Linked DNA regions of Mus musculus: region 2 is linked to region 1. A link is a contact called in public Hi-C data. All regions are on one chromosome and are shown on one strand. The core of a region is the stretch at or near the end of the contact, and the rest is flanking DNA. Distances in the headings are between cores, read along the strand shown.

The links. A called contact is a pair of places that touch in the nucleus more often than the background predicts.
Region 2: a Hi-C map of uterus shows a contact between it and region 1, with 2.8 times the contacts expected there. The contact joins two enhancer-like sites. A contact is called at or near these places in 1 of 15 datasets of contacts at CTCF or cohesin (the NIH/3T3 cell line), 5 of 484 Hi-C or Micro-C datasets (all in uterus) and 1 of 115 datasets of contacts at active chromatin or transcription factors (fibro-adipogenic progenitors).

Annotation. Positions count from the first base shown.
Region 1 is chr14:22,813,557-22,816,580 of GRCm38.p6, forward strand. The region is part of intron 5 of Lrmda (leucine rich melanocyte differentiation associated); the gene reads left to right. Among named protein-coding and RNA genes, the nearest start is that of Gm30926, 14 kb to the left of the region's middle. Within about 2 kb of position 1,640, at least 63 of the 459 cell types and tissues checked have an H3K27ac peak or open chromatin away from gene starts, as enhancers often do. A contact at or near this core is called in uterus, where this site is marked.
Region 2 is chr14:23,014,091-23,017,114 of GRCm38.p6, forward strand. The region is part of intron 6 of Lrmda (leucine rich melanocyte differentiation associated); the gene reads left to right. Among named protein-coding and RNA genes, the nearest start is that of Gm10248, 79 kb to the right of the region's middle. Within about 2 kb of position 1,486, at least 46 of the 459 cell types and tissues checked have an H3K27ac peak or open chromatin away from gene starts, as enhancers often do. A contact at or near this core is called in uterus, where this site is marked.

The DNA.
Region 1 (3,024 bases), core at 390-2,889:
AGGATGGAACCTCTGGGGCTGACAGCAGGCACCTTTGGGAGGCGGGTGTGATTGGCACCTTTGAAGCCTCCTTGGGATCCCGAGTCCAGTGGGTCAGGAGCTTCCTCTGTCTGTGGGTGGTGGTAGTAATAATGTCGCAGCTCAGAGGATTAATTGCAGACAAGCAGCAGGATTATGAGGGGGTCTCCAGGGCTCTAAAAGAACACTTGGAGGCAAGCCTCTGATCTGTCGGCCTTGGAGGAAATTAGTGAGAGCCAGCTTTTTTTTTCTTTTTTCTTTTTTTTTTAAGACGTTTAGGATATTAAAGTGAAATGTGAAGAGGATATTGAAATAGGGAGATAGCTTTGCCAGGGGGTAGGGGTGGGGGCGGTGCTGTTACCCAAATGCAATGTCCCCCCTCTCTCTACTGGGAATGTGCAAAGTTTAACCCATTTACGCAGACTCCTTATAGAAATGCAAAGGAATTGGTATAAGCCATACAATACATTACAGAAGGCAGCCTGGCTTTGCCTTGGGACCTAAGTTTGTGTGAGAGGCATGCTTCCCCTTCTAGGCCAGGTTTCAGAATATCCTGACAATGAATCTCCAGGTACAACTTTAAAACAAGTCAGGGCAGTACTGATGCCGTATCTACATTAGCTATCTATTGTATATTTTACTTCTTACCCTTCTGGTTCCAGTCGGGATGCTGCCAATAAATCCTGTGTTACCATTAAAGAGGCCATTCATCACGCGTCCTAATGCGATTAATCAAGATACACCACAGTCCCCTTAAAATGAGATCATTTTGATAAATCATGTATGACATGAAAAGACTTTATTCCTTTTAAGTGCAATTTAGACTGTAATTTTTTCCCTCATTCATGATTCATGGGAGAAACATGGATAAAATTCCCTTGCACAGTTACACCTTATCTACAGCCATAACTCAAAACTGCTTTTAGATGAAAATTCAGAGTCTTATTCACCAAAGCTGAATGCCAGCTCATTATTTTCTGGCATTCAGTAGTCCAAAAATAATGTCCGCGCATTAAACAGCATTCTCTAAAAAAGAAGGAAAAAAAGAAAAAGTTAGAACTGGCTAGGCACCAGGCCCATCAATTATACCCTGTCATCTTTAATAAGGAAGATATATCAGATGTCCTCTTGGAGAGTCTGTAAGAGCTCAGCCTTCTCTGCCCCCATTTAGAATGATCTGGAAACAAAAATGGCGGTGACAGAAAAGGCAAGGTTTCAGCTACCTCCCAGGACTAATCTGTTGCTCAAGGCTCGAAAGAGTTGGATTTTGTGTTCCTCTCCCTGGTATGGGTCTTGCTTTCTTCCCCATGCTTACCCCCCCTCCCTCGTTCAGAAGTGACTCTCCCATTTTGTGACGTCTGAGTCTGAGACACAGCCACTACCCCACAGCTGTCACAATAATTTGGGGAACTATATTCATAAGCCTCCAATAGAAAAGTAATTCGAAAATGTGCCTTCTGGTGAGATCCATCAAGTTTAAGGTCACATTTTTGGTTAAAAGGCAGACACTGATGCTATTCATTAAGCTGGGAAACGGCTTGTTTCCCACTAACATTGAAATAAACTCTGGATGAATGTGTAGTCATGCTGGCGCGTGCTCACAGAGGAAGCCAAGGGAAAAGGCAGAGCTGTTTACTTTGGACACGTGAAATCAACAGACTTTCAGGCCTTGCTTAAGACAGGGGCTTGAGAAGATTGGCTAAAACAAAAGAGGACAATTAGAAGCTCACTTGCTTCATAGAGAGACGATATGTGAAGGATCTGCAGTCTCAGAGTTAGAGATCCTCTTGTGCATCTTCAACCCTGGTACCTGTGAATAAGGACCTAACAGTCATGTAGCTTAATCCTCCTGCTGTTCTTGGGGATGTGTTTCGAGGAGTGAAGCAACGCACAATCTTTGGATCAGGATTTGGGCTAACTCAGTGTTACTCATAGCATACACATATCCTATGCAACCCCTTATAACAGAGCGAACATGACAGTTTATTTGCAGTGTCCTGTATGTAGTAATGGTTTCCTAACTAGTCGGACACTCAAGCAAAGATGCCTTGTACCTTAGTCACTTTTTTTATTTTAAATTCATGTGGTTATTTTTTATTGCACTTAGTTCTGTGTCACATAGGCCATTTCTGTGGAAGTGGATGACGCACACTGAGCACACCCCCTTTCTCACATCGATCCTCCCCTTGGTCTGTTGCACTAGTGAGTTTCTCTTGTACTTGCACACCATCTGTACATATATGATTGTCTGTATCTTTACAAACCTTGCGATCCACAAAGAAGAGAAAACATGCAGTACGTATCTTTCTGAGGCTGACTTATTCACTTACTGTAGCTACTTCAGTTGCATCCATTTCCCGGTTAATGGTGTAACTTCATCCTTTTTTAATGGCTTGAAATGTTCCATTGTGCAAGTGCTCCATGCTTTCTTCCTCTGTTCCTCTGCTGTTGGACAGATAGGTAGTTCCCATAACTTAGCTACTGTGAGTAATGCCACAGCAAGCACTGATGTGTAAGTGTCTGGATAATAAGTTTTTAATTCTTAAAAAATTGTATTCATTGGTGCATGTGGCTGTGTGTGTGTGTGTGTGTGTGTGTGTGTGTGTGTGTGTGTGTGTGATGTACATGTTTGAACATGTATCTTGCTGTGTACACCTGGACCAGAAAACAACTTGTAGCAGTGAGTTCTCTCCTCCCACCATGAGGGTCCCTCTGGATATTGAATTCAGTGTGTCTAGCTCAACAGCCAGCACCTTTACCCACTGAGCTGAGTCACCACCACCCACGGTGATAAGTCTTTTCACATAGAACTCACTCTGTAGCTAAGACTAGCCTTGAACTTTTAACAACCCCCTTCCAAAACTTTACCAAAGTTGGGTTTGTAAGCAGGAGCCACTATACCCAGCCACATTCACATTTAAATGGAACCTTTAAGATTTTCCTTCCTCATATAAAGATTGGGTTAACAATTTCAGGTTGGCCTGGCAAGACAGCTCAGTGTGGAGA
Region 2 (3,024 bases), core at 236-2,735, 200 kb after region 1:
TAAGTTAGACAAATAAGCCTACCCCATCTCCCCAAGGGGGTAACAAAGGGTCCCTGTGTTGCTGACTCTTGGTGAAGCCTCGTATGGAGCAGGGCTAAGATGGCTCAAGATGGGCACTTTTGAGGCAGCCTCATTTTTAGTCCTGGTTATAAGCAGCCTGAGCAGTTAGAGCACAAATGGACATTTACTGCATCCTCCCCAAGGCTTCCTCTATGCTGGCTCTTTTTCAGATACTATTACCAAAGCTTACCAGTATGTAATATTACCTTTGATTTTTTTTTTTGTGGGCATCACAGACCAGGCAGCTTTTGCCTTCAGCAACTGCATGATGCCTCTTCTAGTACTGCCAGTCAGCTTCCCCAATCACACACACACACACACACACACACACACACACACACACACACACACAGAGAGAGAGAGAGAGAGAGAGAGAGACAGAGAGACAGAGAGACAGAGAGACAGAGAGAGAGACAGAGAGAGAGAGACAGACAGACAGAGAGACAGAGAGAGGCAGAGGCAGAGACAGAGAGGCAGAGAGAGACAGATAGACAGACACACACACACACACACACAGAGAGAGAGAGAGAGAGAGAGAGAGAGAGAGAGAGAGAGAGAGAGAGTATTGTCATGACCATTGATTTCTTTGCTGTTCACTGTTACAGTGATGAGCCACAGTGAGGCCCAGGCTGCAAGCTCTCTGCTTTAATTATTCATCCTTATGAAGAACAATTCCCCTTCTGTGCTTTCGTCTCCTCCAGCCCTGACCTGAGCACACAAAGCTCTTTCCTTTTCTTCCCATAGCACCTTGTGTGTGGAAGGGTCTTTCAGGGGTGTGCTTAATTCTGTGTATGCCTCTACTTTGTAGTCTGTTTTCTGCCAAGGGGGTCAGGAGGGCATGTGGAGAAGCCAGATGGCTTCCCTCTTCCCTCAGGAAACTGCTATTTAGCTGGGCACCTTCCCAGCTCCAGGCAGGGTTGAGATTCCACTGTTTGGGGAAGAGCTGGTTCAAATGCCACTGTCCCTGACTTGACAGCTCCAGATTCCTCTAGGCTACACACTTTTCTACTTCACTGCAACTGGCTGAGGTTTTCTGCCAGGAACAGCACTTTAGGAGACATTAGGTAGGGGTGGGAAGAGAAGTGTTGGGGAAGAGAGCGGATGGGGAAGAGAGCAACTGGGTTATTTATTGCCTCTGCTCAGACACAGGTTTCCGTTATTTTAATCCAACTGTAAGAAGAAACCAGTGTCCATGGACAGAAAAGCAGAGAACCAACACAGTTAAGCCTGAAGATGCTCGTTCCTCCCCTTGCAGAGAACTAACAAACACAGTTAAGCCTGAAGATGCCCGTTCCCTCCCCCCAGGAGTCTTCATGCCCCTACCCCACTCCTCCTCTCCTCAACTTTTGAAAAGCCAAGCAGTTTAACTGGCCAGACCCCGGGAACTTATTTGTATGCAGCACAAATTTCAGAATCTGTTCTCAGCCTGTGCCGAGTGAAAAATGGCCTGCATTTTCTTGATAGCCCATGTGGTTGTAAAGAATAAATGGCTAATGAATTACAGATGAACATTGACGCAAATTAATCTTCCCGCTGTCCCTGGGTTATATGGCAGCCATTTAAAAGTTTAATCAATACACTAAAGTTGAAAACATGCAGGCACTGCAGTTGCTTGGATGTAATAAACATCAGAGGGAACCGGGAGGCTCGCACCCACTCCATGTATCATAATGACAGGTATTTATGTTTAATGGACTAAATATTTTTTATTGGAAGGGAGCAAATGTCAGCTTAACTTTGTGAGCCCTGCATTCAACTTTCCTTTGAGGTTGGTGAAAGACGGCTGACGTGTCATTGGAAACGAAATGTTACAGGGGGAAAGAGGCACCACGGAGACAAAGCGAGGATCAGGAGCCGCTGGGAGACCGTGGTGCAATGGTAACACAGTGCAGTGATTCATTAAGGAAAACGTAAACCCTGATATTTCTAATGCTGCTGTAAAAGGCTTTACTAGGAACAACTTTAATGGTTATTAGTGAAAACAAGTGCCCAGATCTGCCAGATATCCTGTTCAGTGCAGGCTTTTGTTTGAAAACTCTTTACCAGGTCATATTTGCTGGAGATTTATAATTAGTCTCTATTCTTAATGTGAGAAATGGAGGCAAACAGCGTGATGGCTCTCAGCCCTTGGATTTCATAGATCTTTCCTTTTGAAAGCTGTCCAATGGCTTTAAATAACCATGTGTTCTCTTCTGGAATACTTATATCTTAATTACTTTTCAAGTCTATATTTTGTAGCACTGCTGTGAGTCTGGCTGGACTATGGAGGCTGAAGGAAAGGGGACTTGGCCAGGCATGGTGCCATCTCTTTCAGCAGACAGAAATAAGGCAGAGATGGCTTCATCTGATGACCAAGAAAAAACAAAAACAAAAAACAACACAACAAACAAACAAACAACCCAACAACCATACAACTAGCTTTTGATTCTTCCCCCTTTCCAAATAAAACAGACCAAATAAGTCACCCCTATAGGGATAGGAGGATTTGAAAAATGGCATACATTGGTAGAAATAAATAGAAACATGTCAGACAATAGACAGCTTGTGTTGAAAGCTCTTCTGCAACCACTTGTCTGAGGTACAGATTCCATGTCAGGTCACTTAATAGCTTGTTTTAGAGGGAACTTCTTCGGGAGATATTGAGGTGTGATGTTACGACGAAGAAATGGGAGTACAAGATAGAGATAATTTAAGTACATGGCATGGTTAATACTTTAAAAATACAGACCTCCTGCCTGGCCTGAGAGGTTTGTGGCACAGGCGCCGGCGGGAGCCTTCTTGGCTCCGGGACTCCGCGGAGGGCAGGCTGCACGGGTGACCGTGTGGAATACAGAGTGCCAGCCGTTTCTGGGACGGGCGAGAGAGTCGCAGAGATTCTGGGGCGGCACCATCCTCAGCTCCAGACAACCAGCCACCTTCCCGGCAAGAGCCACAGAGCTTCTGAGGCTGCGACATCTTCGACTC